Linked DNA regions of Anser cygnoides: region 2 is linked to region 1. The links are chromatin contacts, called in public Hi-C maps. All regions are on one chromosome and are shown on one strand. Each heading gives the region's core, a stretch centred on a gene start, on an enhancer-like site or on the middle of the called end of the contact. The rest is flanking DNA. Distances are from core to core; before and after follow the strand shown.

Region 1 (6,659 bases), core at 2,708-5,207:
GGAGGCTCCCAGCCGCCTCAGGCTGTCCCGGATTTGGACGCGGCCCGCGGAGCTGAAGGGGGCACAAAGTCCCGGCGATTATTTATTTACCCGCAGGTAGGTCGTCCTGGCCGTGAGCGTCCTTCGGGGTCTCCCGGCACGTCCTCTGGATGCGAACGCAAACGCTCGTTGACCCTTCCTGCTCCGGGGACCTGGGTTTTGCCACGAATCCCACCCCGAGCAGCACCCGCAGCCCAGGCGCGGGATTAGGAGGTGTTTTCAAAAAAACCTAGTTTGTCCTTTCCATTTCTGATTATTTAATTTGTATTCCCTTAACGCCATTAACCGCTCCCGAGTCGTTTTTTTTCTCTTCCAGGCCTCGAACTGCCAGGGAACTGAAAGAGAAAACGTGCCTTTGGTGGTTAAATTTAAATCTAAATTTAAAATTTAAATAAGTTTAAGTTTGGTGGTTAAATTCAGGGAGGCTTTAATAGGCAGGAGGTCGCGTTCTGCTCTGCGCTCGGCATCTGGGACCGCTCCTTGGGCAGCGCTGGTCGTTACATCTGCTCTCTGACGTGATGAGGAAAGGACGTTTAGACCGGCAGAGGCTTGACTTAAATCATTTCAACATCATTTTAAATCTGTGTATTGCCCTTGTTTACGTGCCTGGATGGATTCCGGGACCTTTCCCTCTGCTCCCGGGGAAAGGCTCTCCACCAGGGATGAATCTTGACTGCTGCTAACGATTATTTTGATGGCTGCTCTGTCCAAAAGCCCTGCTCGGGCTCCGCATCCCTTTATGGCGGGCAAAGTAAACGCTTCGTACTGCCTGCCCGAGCGGTTTCGGCCTGAGGGACTGGCAGGGGACCGAGATGAGGATTCGGAGATCCAGCAGTTGAGGGACCTGCTCCGCTCATCGAAGCCACGGGAGATCGTCCACCGACTCCTGCAGGCCCTACAGGTGGCCCTAAGCCTCTGGTTTTTTAGAAACAGAGAAGGGAGGATGTACAGAGAAGGGGGTTACAGAGTTTTGGGTTTAGTCCCCCACCGGGGGAAAGGAACAATGCGAAAACCTTTGTTTCTTTTTCCAACAGTCACAAAAAAAAAAAAAAGCAAAGCAGGCTCCGCTCCTGGAAACAGCCTCAGCAGGTGTTGGGTTACCTGGCTCGGAAACGATTCACGAGGCAAAGAAAGGCACGACAAGAAGCGGCGGCTGGGAGCAGGAGCCGGGGCACGTTCACGGTGGAAATAAGGGCCGCGTTTTTAACTGAGTGCGCTCTCGGCTGGCAGAACAAGCTGCCAGGAGCAGAGCTCTCTTTGTATCCAGGCGAAATCAAGAGCAGGAGCCTTTGTGAGAAAGATGCTTTCGTCAAACCCGGGGTGATCTGCTTCCATACAGCTGTAAGGCTGCGGCAATCTATAGCCTGCAACCTGCAGGAAACCAGATTACGTCATTTAACAGTCCCTTTTGGCCTTAAAATTCATCAGTCTGAGGCAGACCTCGTGGAAACTCTGCAATTAAGGGGTGGACTCTTTGTTTCCCTGAGACGTGTAGGCCGCTAGGAGATGGGGGGGGATTCCTGTTGTGTGTTTCGCAGGGATTGCTGTACCCCGAGCTCGGTCTGGGGCAATGCTCCATGCTCAGAAATGTGTCGTGGATGGCCAAAAGGTTAGTGCCCATGAGGGGAGAGGTATTAAAGGGAATCGAGGGGGGTTATAGCTCCCCTCCAGGAACATCCAGCATTTGAGGCCATGGAATAAAGCACCATCGTGGGCACGACACGCTCGTAATTGCAGCGCTTGTCACGGCCTCACCCCGTAAATTAATGGGGTCGGTTAATTCCCCTCGAGGCACAGCCGTCCCTCCTCAAGCACGGCCTTGCGTCCACGGCTTCAAAGTTTACCCGAGGAGAAGCCCAGCCCTCCTGGAATGGGAGCGTAGGTCTGAACCCAGCTCAAACTCCAGCAGCGCTCCTCGCTGAAAGCGCCTTGGGGTTATCAAACAAGCGTCACTGCCAAGGTGGCCCTGCCTGGGGCTGCGGAGGAGTGATCAAAGGGCAGGACAACATCTGGTCCACACGAGCAGCTTTGTCGTGTCCAGGGAGTGCCACGAAAACACGGCTCAGGTCTGGGAGCCCGCGTCCTCGCAAAGCAGGCAGGCTGAACGCGAAGGTGGTGCTGAGCCCAGACCGTGGGTGGAGGGGACAGAACAGCCCTGCGCACGGCATAAAGCCCACCTGGGCTCTGTTTTTGCGTGGACCTTGTTCTCTCACCTTTCTCCTCCTCCCTCCATGCATACCTGGGGGTGTCGAGGGCGCGTTGGGAGCTCCGTGCGCTCAGCAAGCGAGGGCAGGGGCCGGCAGGGTGGATGACGGAGCAGGAAGCAGACACGCGAGTCTGCTCGGCTGCGGAGATTTGCCGTGCCAACGAACGCTGATGAAACTCTAAAGAGAGAGTGAGAAAGTCCATCAGGAGCCCTGCCAGCTCCAGCCAAAAGCGATCGGGGCAGCGATCGGTCCGCGGGGCTTTAAATCCTGCCCTGAAACCACGCTGCCAGGCAGCTGCTGCCCGGGAGGGAGGGCGCTGAGATGGGGGCTCAGCCCCAGGAGCGTCTGCCAGGCAAGAACGGGGAAATTGGGGCCAGGTTGAAGTGTGGGGAAGAGCTTCGGGGAAATTAAGGTTTGGGTTGGTGAAAAAGAGGAGCAGCAGAGGGCTAAGAAGGGTGCCAGGGACAGCCAAGACCCTGCGAGGGTCTCTTCAGTTCCATTAAACTGTAAGGAGCTGATACCTTTCTTTGCTGTTGTTTAAGAGGAATCAAGGTGTGACTGTGTTGTTTTTTCCAGGCAGACCTCCTCGCCTACCTCCCCTCAGCGATAAACAGGCATTATATATAAATCAGAGAGGCTCCTGCCAGCCCCACTCTTTCCATTTAAAATATTTTAGGGAATTGCCTTGAGAGGGACAGAAACAGGGGTAAAAGTGCGGGCAGTAAGGCAGGATTTACCTCAGCAGAGCACCCTGCTTCAAAAAAAAATAAAATCGTGTTTATTTCTCCCACAGGCCACACGCGTGCCTGCTGCAGGCCCCCAGTGCCGTTCAATCCTCCTCCTTCAGGCTCGAGGCCCCTGGCCTCCTGCCAGCGTGGACACAGCTGACCCTGTAACTGCTACGTGGATGTTTACTAAGGGCTAAGGTCCGGTCCTGCCTCTGCAAGCACTAAAAATAAAACTTTTCTGTGCTCTGGGCAGCAGGGCTGCCCCCGATAGCTTTAGGAGCATCCCCTCAGCCCAGGACGACCCCAAGCGCCCTTCAGGCAGGAGAAGGAGCCTGGGGGGAGCCTGCTGGGTGCTGGCTGTGATCCTACAGCCGGAGGGGACGGAGCTGGGCCGCCTGAGGGCTGACAGGGACGACCCCATGGCTGCCAGCCCCACAGCCCCGCTCCCCTCACAGCGCCCCTGCGCCGCCCTAACATGGCCGCCGCCGCGCGGGCCACACTCAAGATGGCCGCCGCTCGGCGCTGGGGCGGGGCCTGGCTGGCTGCGCTCAGCGTGCCACACTCAACATGGCCGCCGAGCCGCGACGCAACGGCGTCCGGCTGGTATTGATGGACACAGCAGAGAACCAATCGGATTGCGAGAAGAGAGGGGAAGGCCAATCACGCTGCAAGAAGCGAGGAGGAGGGCCAATCAGACCGCGGGGGCGGGCGGCGGGTAGCGAGGCGAAGCGGCGAGCGGGCAGGGTTGGGTGCGCTGCGCTGGCCCTGGTGTGGGGGCAAGGACAGGGATAGGGACAAAGACAGGGATAGGAACAAAGACAAAGACAGGGACAGAGACAAAAACAGGGACAAAGATAGGGACAGGGATAGTGTGTTTTCCCTTCTACGCAGCAGGAGTGTCCCCTGTTTGCTCCTGCGCTGTACAAATGCCCGTTATGGCGGTCTCTGCCCTCCCCCGTCAGCACAAGCAGACATTTTCCCCACGCAGCCCCCGCTGCCTGCCGCCATCCCTCCTCCATCCCCCTGCGGCTCCCCCACCGCCGGGGTTTCGCCCTATAACGCCCCAAAAGGAAAGGGGACAGGCGGCGGAACGCGGGGCGGGGGCCGCGGGGTGCGGGGGGAGCGCTTTGGGCGGCGGACGCGGCTCTGTGGGGATGAGCGCGGCGGGGTCCAAGGTAATGGGGTGGGAGGTGGATTAGGTCGGAAATTAGGAGAAATGAGGAGACATTTCTTCTCAGAAAGGGCCGTCAGGCGTTGGGACGGGTTGCCCAGGGAGGTGGTGGAGTCCCCGTCCCTGGGGGTGTTCAAGGCAAGGCTGGACGTGGTGCTTGGGGACATGGTTTGGTGGGGGACAGTGGTGGTAGGGGGGTGTTGGGCCAGATGATCTTGGAGAGCTTTTCCAACCTTAATGATTCTGTGACAGGCCCAGATTCTGTTACTGGTGATGGGTCTGGAGGTGTAGGGCCTCCCCACCCCTCCCTGGGAGCCCAGGGACCACCCCAGTGCCACAGGGTCCAGGACAGCCCCCAGCCCTGTCACCACCATCGGGGACCCTTCAGCTCTCCGGTCCTCCCCACGCCGTATCTCTCTGGTGGCGAGGCGAGGGTGTCAACCAGATGCAGCCCACCAGGGCTGTGGTGACGGCAGAGCAACGCTCCCTTTTTCGCTCCGCCATGGCCGAGCTGCGTTGTCGCTGGTCCGCGCGGAGCTGGGGCAAGCGCAAGGGTTGTTCGCGTGACCGTTGTAGCCCGGAGACGTTGGGGCGGTGCGAGGGGCGAGTGGGATCTGTAACCGCAGGGAGGAGGATCTCCAACCCCGACTCCTTCAAAGGAAGGTGAGGGGGGTGCGGGAGAACCTCGTCGTAGTCACCATCACCCTCCTCCTTTGTCACTTCCCTCTGCGTGGCGGTGGTGTTGTGGGGAGCGGTAGCCGTGGGTGGATCGGGAGGTTTGTTGGCGCGTTCGGAGGGTTTGGGGTGTTGTTTCGAGGGGTATGTTCTGGGAGGCGCCGCTGAAAATTCACCGAGCTTGCTTTGTGACTGCGGTGCAGGTGCTGTGCCTGAAGAAGGGAATGCTGCTGAAGCAGGTGTTCGCTCTTAGCAGGTGAGTGGTTTGAAATCAAATCTGTTAAACAAAACACAGCATAAGGGGTTAAGAACACTTGATCGCTGCTACAGACTGGGTCAGAAGACATACGCGATTTTAAAAAGTACTTCTTGATAAGGAAAGTTTTCTGATTGTGGAGGGAAGACTTTCAGCTGAAATCAGGGAGGTGAAAGACCTCTAGGATGAGGACAGGAGAGAGTCTCTGATAGCAGGATCTGATCCGTGGCTGATGGATTTGAGGCTTTGCGGAGATCGGCCAGATATGTAGCGTTTCCATAGCTGTGTGAGATTGGAGTTTTAATGATTATCTTGTTTCCTACAGATAATAATTGTCTTGTTTCCTACAGAGCAGCAACACCCCGAGAAAGCCGTCTGTGTGCTGCAGGTAAGGCTTCTCATCAATCCCATGCAAGACAAACTTTATCTACATAAATATTTCACATTTGAGTGTTCACGTCTCCTTTTGATTTTTTTTTGTCAGTCACATTTTGGCTGGTTAAATAACCCCAGCGCGTGCTGTTGCGCTTCCACCTATACCTTTTTTTTCCCCTAACCTTTTCTCCTGTTTCCCCTTTCTTGGCTGGGCAGATGCTCCTGTTCATGGCGTTACGCTGCAGGGTGGCACCAGCCAGCCCCTGTTGCTCTACTGCTGCCCAGGAAGTGAGTTATACCCACAGGAGGTTCCACTTTAACATTTGTTGAGCTGGTGGAGTCCTCTGTTTAAATTTGAAGTAGAATTTGATTTTGACATGGAGGCAAAGTGTAACCAAGTGGCTTAGATCCTTGGTGCTCAGCTTCTCTTTGCTGTTCTGAGCTTCGTTTATTAAAATGAAAGCTGTGGAGGGTTTCATTTTACTCTGGAGAAGGAAGTATAAATAAAAGCTGATGCCATTTTGATTTGGCTTCCTAGCATATGAATATTTGAACAGGCTGGATTTAAAATTAAGCGGGCTCAGATCCATCATAACAACATCGCTGCTGTCACGTAAGAGGAGACAGATGCAACGTTTCATTAGGATCCTCACCATCCACTGGTGCTGACAAGCCTGCCTCTTTTTTTTTTTTTCGTTTTGTTTGCTTGAGAATTTGCCTGGGAAATGAGTCACTTTTAATCTCTACCTCCCTTACGGGTTGCTCCCCGTAACCGACTGTGAATTGTAGCAAGCCTGATGGGCTACACGGGCTGCTCGCGTGGGGTAGAGACCGCTGAAGCCTTGGTCTGCCTTTGCCTTCCCTCAAAGAACTAAGGAGAAATCCTTGTCCCCAGCAAGGATTCTGGGCTTGTGAAGCACCCGTGGCTGTTTGTTCCAAGAGGGGATGTGTGCTGTTTGGCAGAAAACGTGTTTGCTCTGCTTTGATTTTAAGGTGGTGCCCTCGTGAGCTGCCACAGACAGTACAAATCCCGTCCTACACATGGCATTGGGAAGTATAAACATCTACTCCCGAAGGAGGTAGGCATAAAAACTCCCTTACTCTTCTTGCTTTCACCGACCCGTCTATTTACAGGCTGATTAAAACGTTGATATTATTAAATCCGTGGCTGGTGAACGGTATTAAAAAGGAGGCAGGTAACAGTTTAC
Region 2 (6,659 bases), core at 2,184-4,683, 450 kb after region 1:
TCATAAATTAAAGCATCCGTGAAAAGCTCCCCCGAACCCCTGGAGAGTTAAGCAGTGCAGGAGCAAAAGCACCCGCCTGTCTCCGGACCTCGGCGTCCGATATTGCCTGTCTCACGGAGCAGCACCGTGATGAATTATTTACAGCCTCTGAGTTTGCTGCTGGAACCTCCCGAAAGATCAAGGGCGACACAGCAGGATGAAACAGGGTGCCAGGGTGGCAAAGATGAGCCCAGATTTCTGGCAATGGGCACGGTCACGGAGCTGTTAACCACCATAGGCTTAATGCCCTTCTTTCCCTGGCTACCTCAATGTCTTTGCAAGTCCACATCACCAAAGATACACTCAGATCTACGTGCAAAGAGGGGATCCTGTGGTCTGTAGAAGTATTTTGGCGGATGCACAGCCAAGTCTGACTCTGTCCCACCATACACACCTTCATCTCACCTTCAGCAAGGTGTCCTACTTGCATTTCCCTATTCCCTTGCAGTGTGTGCTGCCTATTAAACACGGTGAGCCACTGAGACCCCCAAGGGGAAGGAGGCCTGAAATGCTGCAAAGTTTTCCAGCAGTTCAAAATGAGAGAAAGCTATTGCATTTAGAAACTGTTTACCAATAACGACTCTTTAAGAATAAAATGAAACAGAAAAAAACCTTTTTATCTACAAAGGGCAACAACCAGTCCAAAGATGAAGGCAGATAAGACAACTGAAAAACCCAAACTGCTGATAGCAGCGTGCTACGATCCTGCAGGTGGGGGTGGCAGGGAAGGGAGCAGGGAAGGGACAGCAAACACCGGAAGACAAACCCACGTCAGAGTGAGGAGAGGGGAAAGCAAAAAGGGCAAAACCTAGCAGGGTTTGGGTGGTGGGGACTCGCTTCTATCTGGTCTTCAGCCAGCCTGAGCACCCTCCAGGGGCCAGGAAGAGGATGCACAGCCAGGAATTGTTATTGCAGCCCTGCTCCTGGTAGCCCTACACATGTAACCATGGGCTTCTGCACAGGAGCATGCATGGGTAACGTGATGGGAAATGGTGAGAAATAACAAATCTCAGAGTGCCACCCCGTGATTTTGCAGGGGCTGACTCAAAGGCTCTCCCAGAGCAGCCATGGCACAGGACCGGGACCAGCTCCCAGCAAGCTGCTCCAATCTGTAAGACTCAGTTTCCCCAAGAACAAGCCAGGGAACAGATACCACCTCCCTCTATACAGTGCCTTGGGCCCCCAGCCTGCCTGCAGCCACTGTGCTTGGTTTTCATGGTGATGGGAGCAGGGACGGCTCCGGTGCCTCTTGCAGCTGCTGGGGGTGAGTAAGAGCCTTTCCAGAAAAGCATTTTGCAAGGCCTTTTTGCAAGCACCCGTGCCATGTCCGCAGCATTGCAATGAAAGAAACAGCCCCGGGTCTGCTGGAGGAGGCTCTGGCAGATGCTGTGCATGCAGAACACCAGCACCGTTTACAAACACAGCCATCCCACCTATCTCAATTAGTTATCCTGAGCTGTGTTTGCACAACAAGCTATGTTTATATGGTGAGCTTAATGAGTGTCACGTAATGCTGTTTGCGAGCAGGGGATGCTGTCTGGAGGCTGTCTGAAGGAGCCGTGCCTGTGCCTGCAGCTGCTCTCATGCACAGCCCCTGCACACGTTTGCACCCCCAGCACACTGCAGAGCTGCTATCTCAGCCCAGTGAGATATTTATTGTACCAAAGGCTTCTCCGTTGGAGCTCTCAGTGGCACATTTCCCCTTTTCTCCCCCAAATCACGGGAGTGTGAAACTCATTTTCCAGGGAGATTAAACCACTGCAAGGACCCAGGGTGACAGCAGAGGTGGCAGGATCTATCACCACAGATGATGTTGCTGGCCCTCACACGAAGACCTTCAAACCAGCGCTGTGCCTTGACGAAGCAGAAAATTGCTTCCTCATGTGCCTGCAAGTAGACTCGCAAGAAATTTGCTCCTTCCATGAAGCATGCAGGGACTTTCCATGCTCAGCAGCAGGGTTCAGGAGACCAGCGAGGTGCAAGTGTGAGCAGGTCTGATGGGCAGATCCATCAGCTGATAGTCTTCCAGCTTTGAATGAAGGGTTTGTCCTCAGAACCCACAAAATTGCAATTAATTACAGCCTTGCTTGCCCAACACCTCATCACCAGCCCCAGAGACCTGCAGAGTGGTTGTGGAGCCTGCCCAGAGACGTGCTGGGGTCTCCCCCTTGGAGATCTTCAAAAGCCAACGTGGCTCTGGTTGTCCCTCCTCGAGCAGGGCATTGGACCAGAAGGAGCCAGAGGTGCCTCCAACCTCAAGCATTGTGATGCAGGGGGCTGTGGTCGGGGATTAAGCCCCATCTGTACCGAGCTTCCTTAGGTTATCTCATAGACCTCTGCAGCACGGCTTAAGATGTTCCCTCTATCCCCAAACCAACCATTTTTTGACACCAGGGCAGCAGAAGTACCCCCAAACCTCCCAAACACGACTGATTTCTCTGGGAGTTGCACAATGATCCTGGCTGTGACAGCAGGGGACAAGGTCGGTGACACCCCAGTCACGTCCTGCTCCTGGGGACATGACCCTGTCCTAATGCCTTTATTCATAGCGGCACAGCTCTTGTTAGCTGAACGAGGGACAGCATGCACTGGGCTCGGCAGAGCTTCAGTAAATAACGGCAAATGCAACACAGCAAATTAAAGCCCAGCGGGGAGACCAAATGCCAGCAAATATCCCGTTATTTGTCTTCTTACTGCTGAATTTCTAGACAATTTACACTCAGCAGTGGTAAAACAGGAACAGTGTCAGTGTGCTTGTGAGTGTGCCTGTGTTAGACGGGAAGCTGGTTCAGAAAATGTGGGTGGGAAGACGTTTTATAACACAGCATGAGGAAAAGGCATTGTGTACACATCGTCCCCTCCTTGGAACAAGACCGAGGGAGGAAACGGATGTGTGGCTGCGCCCCAAAGCTGCATCCATCTTGCACCACCGAGCTAAAAGAAAGTGAAAATGAGATCAGCCCAGCCCAGTGATTCTTGTAATGGGATGTGTCAGGGGTGACACATGGCAGAGAGCACCCCAGAATCAAAGATAAAAGGAAACGTGTTACTAAGAAGTACAGAATTTAGAAGAACAAACAGAAAATCTGTGCTGAAAGCTGAGACATGACCAGGGGTGCTGAGGGACCAGGCAGGTTCCAGGACCCATCCCCATCCCCCTCTGACCTGAACAGGGTGACACCCAGGTCCCCAGGTTTGTGACAAGGGGATGCTGGAGCCTTTTTGGAGGCTCCTCACCTGCCCCAGCACTGCAAGGCGTGGGGAAGGGCTTGGAGCTCGCCTGGCCGTACCGAAACGGAGACGGGAGTGCTCACCCCACCTCCAGGGAGAAAAGTCCTGACTGCAGTGTGGCACCCTCCATGCCACCCCAAAAGATGCAGGGGGGGTCTGCCTGTTATGGGTGGCTGCTTCTCAGAGAGGATGCGGATATTCCCGCAGCTTGCCAGAGGCAGCACATCACCCCTGCGCAGGGCAGGGACTGTCCCCACGAGACTTTTGTGGTTGTGAGCACCACCGTCACAACCTCAGGACCGAGAGAGTTTCCATTGCGTGGGCTGAGGTGGAACCATCACCTGCGAGAGGGGAAGGCACCGCAGAGCAGAGGGAAGGGAATGCAGAGGCTGCAGCAGGAGAGGGGAGGCCTTGCAGCTGAGATCTCCAACCTCAGCAAATTACATCAACGATGAGGCCATGTGCAATCAGAGCCGCCCCTCGCAGGGTTTCATCTTCAAGGGCTCTGGAGCATCTGGGTCAGGACCCTGCAGCCCCCCGCTGCCACCACGCTCCTGCTGCTTCCCAAGCTCTCCTGCTCCGTGCAAAAACCGAAGCCTCGTTGAGCCTCGCCGCAGCTCCTGCCCTTGCTTATTGCAACCGCCAGCCACGTGAACTCTGCATTTGTTTGTGCTGGCGGTTTTACCGGGGTGAGTGCAGATCAGCTCAAGGACACGCAAGGCAACCACCACACAAGGCTTTTCATGTTTAACTTGTTCCCTGGAAGGTTTTAGGCAGCATGTTGAATAATCGATCCTCTCATCTGGATCGTGCCAGACAGCAAAGATGCTTTGCAGTCCCTTACAGGGAGACAAACAGATGTGGTATGTGCCACAGCACGGTGATGTCTGGTGTCCTGGCTGGGGATTTTCTATTTTAACACCACCTCCTGTGTGCTTAGCAAGGAAACACACCCTCCTCCAAGCAGCTGGAGACCCAAGGGTAGGAGGAAAGACAAGGAGTGAGGTGTGAAAATCCTTTCCCACCAGGGAGCTGCCTTTCCTTCTGCAAACACAGTGCCCGAGTCTGCAGAGAAACACCTGCCGACAGCAGGCTGGAGGAAGGTGATCCCAAGCCAGAGTTTTCCTAATTTGGGTTTTTTAAACCATTTATATATTTCTGATTGAAGCCCTGGACTTCTCTGAGGCTTGGGCAGAAGGAAAGACCGAGAAAAAGGCTGGAGTTTTGCTGAGTATTTACTTCTAAAGAGCTGAGTATTTATTTCTATTTGCAAGGAGCATCTGGAGGAAATGCGTGAAAGCGAGAAAAAGCCAGCATCCAGAGGGGCTCTGGATCTGCCAGATGCAGACAAGTTCCGATGAGAAAACTCGGCTTTTCAAAGGGGAAGCTATTGCAGAAGAAAAAGCTGGAGATGCTGCAAAACCTCACACCTCATATATGCATGAGCATGAGCAAGGGTTCCCTGGAGCAGTCTTCTACGAGCAATCCAGATATCATCTGCTGTGTATTATCTATAACTCCTAAAAGTGACCCCAAAGTGTCCATCACTGGTTGTGGATTTGAAGCCCAATGCTGAGCTGCACGAGGAGCACCTACACGCCAGCTCACTTGCTCCCTACCCCCTGACTTAGCCCGTTCAAGAGAAGCTCCTTTCTCCTTCCAGCTGGTCCCATTCCTCATGGATTAGCCACCAAAGCAAACCCAGCTTCTGGGGAGATTGCAGTAAGAGTGGCTTAGGGGGAATGGCACCGGCCACCCACATGCCAGAGGGATTCATCAGCAGGGAAATGCTGCTACGACAAGAACAGGGAAGTGAGAGTGGAGCTTAGGAGAAGTGAGAAATGTCCTTAGCCAGCAAAAGACAGGCTGAGAGGAGCTGCTTATAAATACCCAGGAGGAAACGCTGTGGGTGATATCATGGGGCAATGATGGGACGAGGAGCAAGGGTTGGAGCAAGGCAGGGCTGGTGGCGAGGGCAGCCCCAGCCCGGTGCAGCAACTGAGTGCTAGAACCAGCCAGGGAAGGGGAAAAAAAAATAATATTTTGGGCAAACTCAAGAAGCAGAGCTCCTCTGGTTCCAGGTGGTGCCAGGCGAGGTTTGGACTGAGCATTTGGGAGAATTTCTTCAAGGAGAGGGTGGTGGAGCACTGGGCCAGGGAGGTGGTGGAGTCCCCATCCCTGGGGGCATTTCAGAGACACGAGGACGTGGCACTGAGGGGCACGGTTTGGTGATGGGACTCGGTAGGTCAGCTTGGTGGTTGGGCTTGGTGACCTTGAAGGTCTTTCCGAACCTGATTCCATGATTCCATAAGTGCTGGGAGCATTGCCCAAGAGAAAAAAAGCTCAGCCTGGGTTTGAGTGCCTGGACGTGCCCGAAGGGTCCGAGAGGGCTCCTCACACCAGAGCAGCCTCGACAGCAGCATGCGGCCACGTCTCAGCTTGGCTGCCTCCAGGGCACAGGTTTTCAGCTCAAATTCATCTCCTCCGTGGGTCATTCGTGGCTGGTCAGGAGCCAAGCACCATCACAGGTAGGACTGCATTGTTTGAATCACGATTCAAGCCAGAAATTCCCTGCATTGATGCTGCTCTGCAGCATTGTAACACCACGGCTCCATCAGCTGGATGGTTGCTCTCGAAAAGCTGTGGTCAGCAGCTCAATGTCCAGGTGGAGATCAGCAACGAGTGGTGTTCCTCAGGGGTCGGTGTTGGGACCGGTGCTGCTTAACATTCTGTGATTCTATGATTTCAGTTTCAAAATTAGCATTTTCCAAAGCCTGGAGCTTAATGACGGGTCCCAAGGTGAGTCATGAGGCTCCCCAGCCACTCCTCAAGTCCACGTTTAGTGAGGTAAAGGCTCAAGACACCAAGTATTTGATCCGTGGGTGGCTCAGGACGTGGCACATGCAGCAGGTGCAGGATGAATCCAGGACGTGCTGCCAAACTGCAGCAAGAGCGGATGGACCAGCACCACGGAGGCACCAGGACCAAACCGGGAGCCAGGAGCTGCAGAGGGGAATTTGGGCTCCTGTTTTGGCCCAAGCAGGGTCCCAGAGATCCCTGGATGTCACAGAAGAGGCAGCACGCCCCGCATCCCAACACGGCTGGGTTGGGAGTGCTAAGGGGAGCCAGGACGAGGTGTTTCAGAGCCAGGGAACCAAAAGCGAGAAAAATGGAAGAATAGGAGAAAATGGGGAGCTGAAGAGGAATTAGAGCACGTTGCGAAACAACTAAATCACACCCAATACAGCCAGGACGATGGGAACCAGCTGGGCTCTCACAACCAGCTTAGTGCCAGCAGTTTCCCTTACAGCCCTTCACCGGCTTTTGGAGCAAACTGTCCAAAGCACAGCAAGGTTTTGGGGGGGGGGGGCCTCTGCAAACAAGGCTGC

Evidence for each region. Hi-C and Micro-C count contacts between places; a contact is called where the count stands out from the background.
Region 2: a contact with region 1 is called in a Hi-C map of liver, with 4 times the contacts expected there. The contact joins the enhancer-like site here to the promoter of MRPL48 in region 1. A contact is called at or near these places in 2 of 7 Hi-C or Micro-C datasets (both in liver).

Annotation. Positions count from the first base shown.
Region 1 is chr1:211,127,667-211,134,325 of Taihu_goose_T2T_genome, forward strand. MRPL48 (mitochondrial ribosomal protein L48) reads left to right here and starts at 3,958. Exons shown (of 8, transcript XM_048047981.2): 1 at 3,958-4,149; 2 at 5,024-5,076; 3 at 5,427-5,464; 4 at 6,445-6,530. The coding sequence starts at 4,129.
Region 2 is chr1:211,575,173-211,581,831 of Taihu_goose_T2T_genome, forward strand. All of the region lies in intron 1 of SLCO2B1 (solute carrier organic anion transporter family member 2B1), which reads right to left. Among named protein-coding and RNA genes, the nearest start is that of SLCO2B1, 5.7 kb to the right of the region's middle. Within about 2 kb of position 3,434, at least 2 of the 3 cell types and tissues checked have open chromatin away from gene starts, as enhancers often do. A contact at or near this core is called in liver, where this site is marked.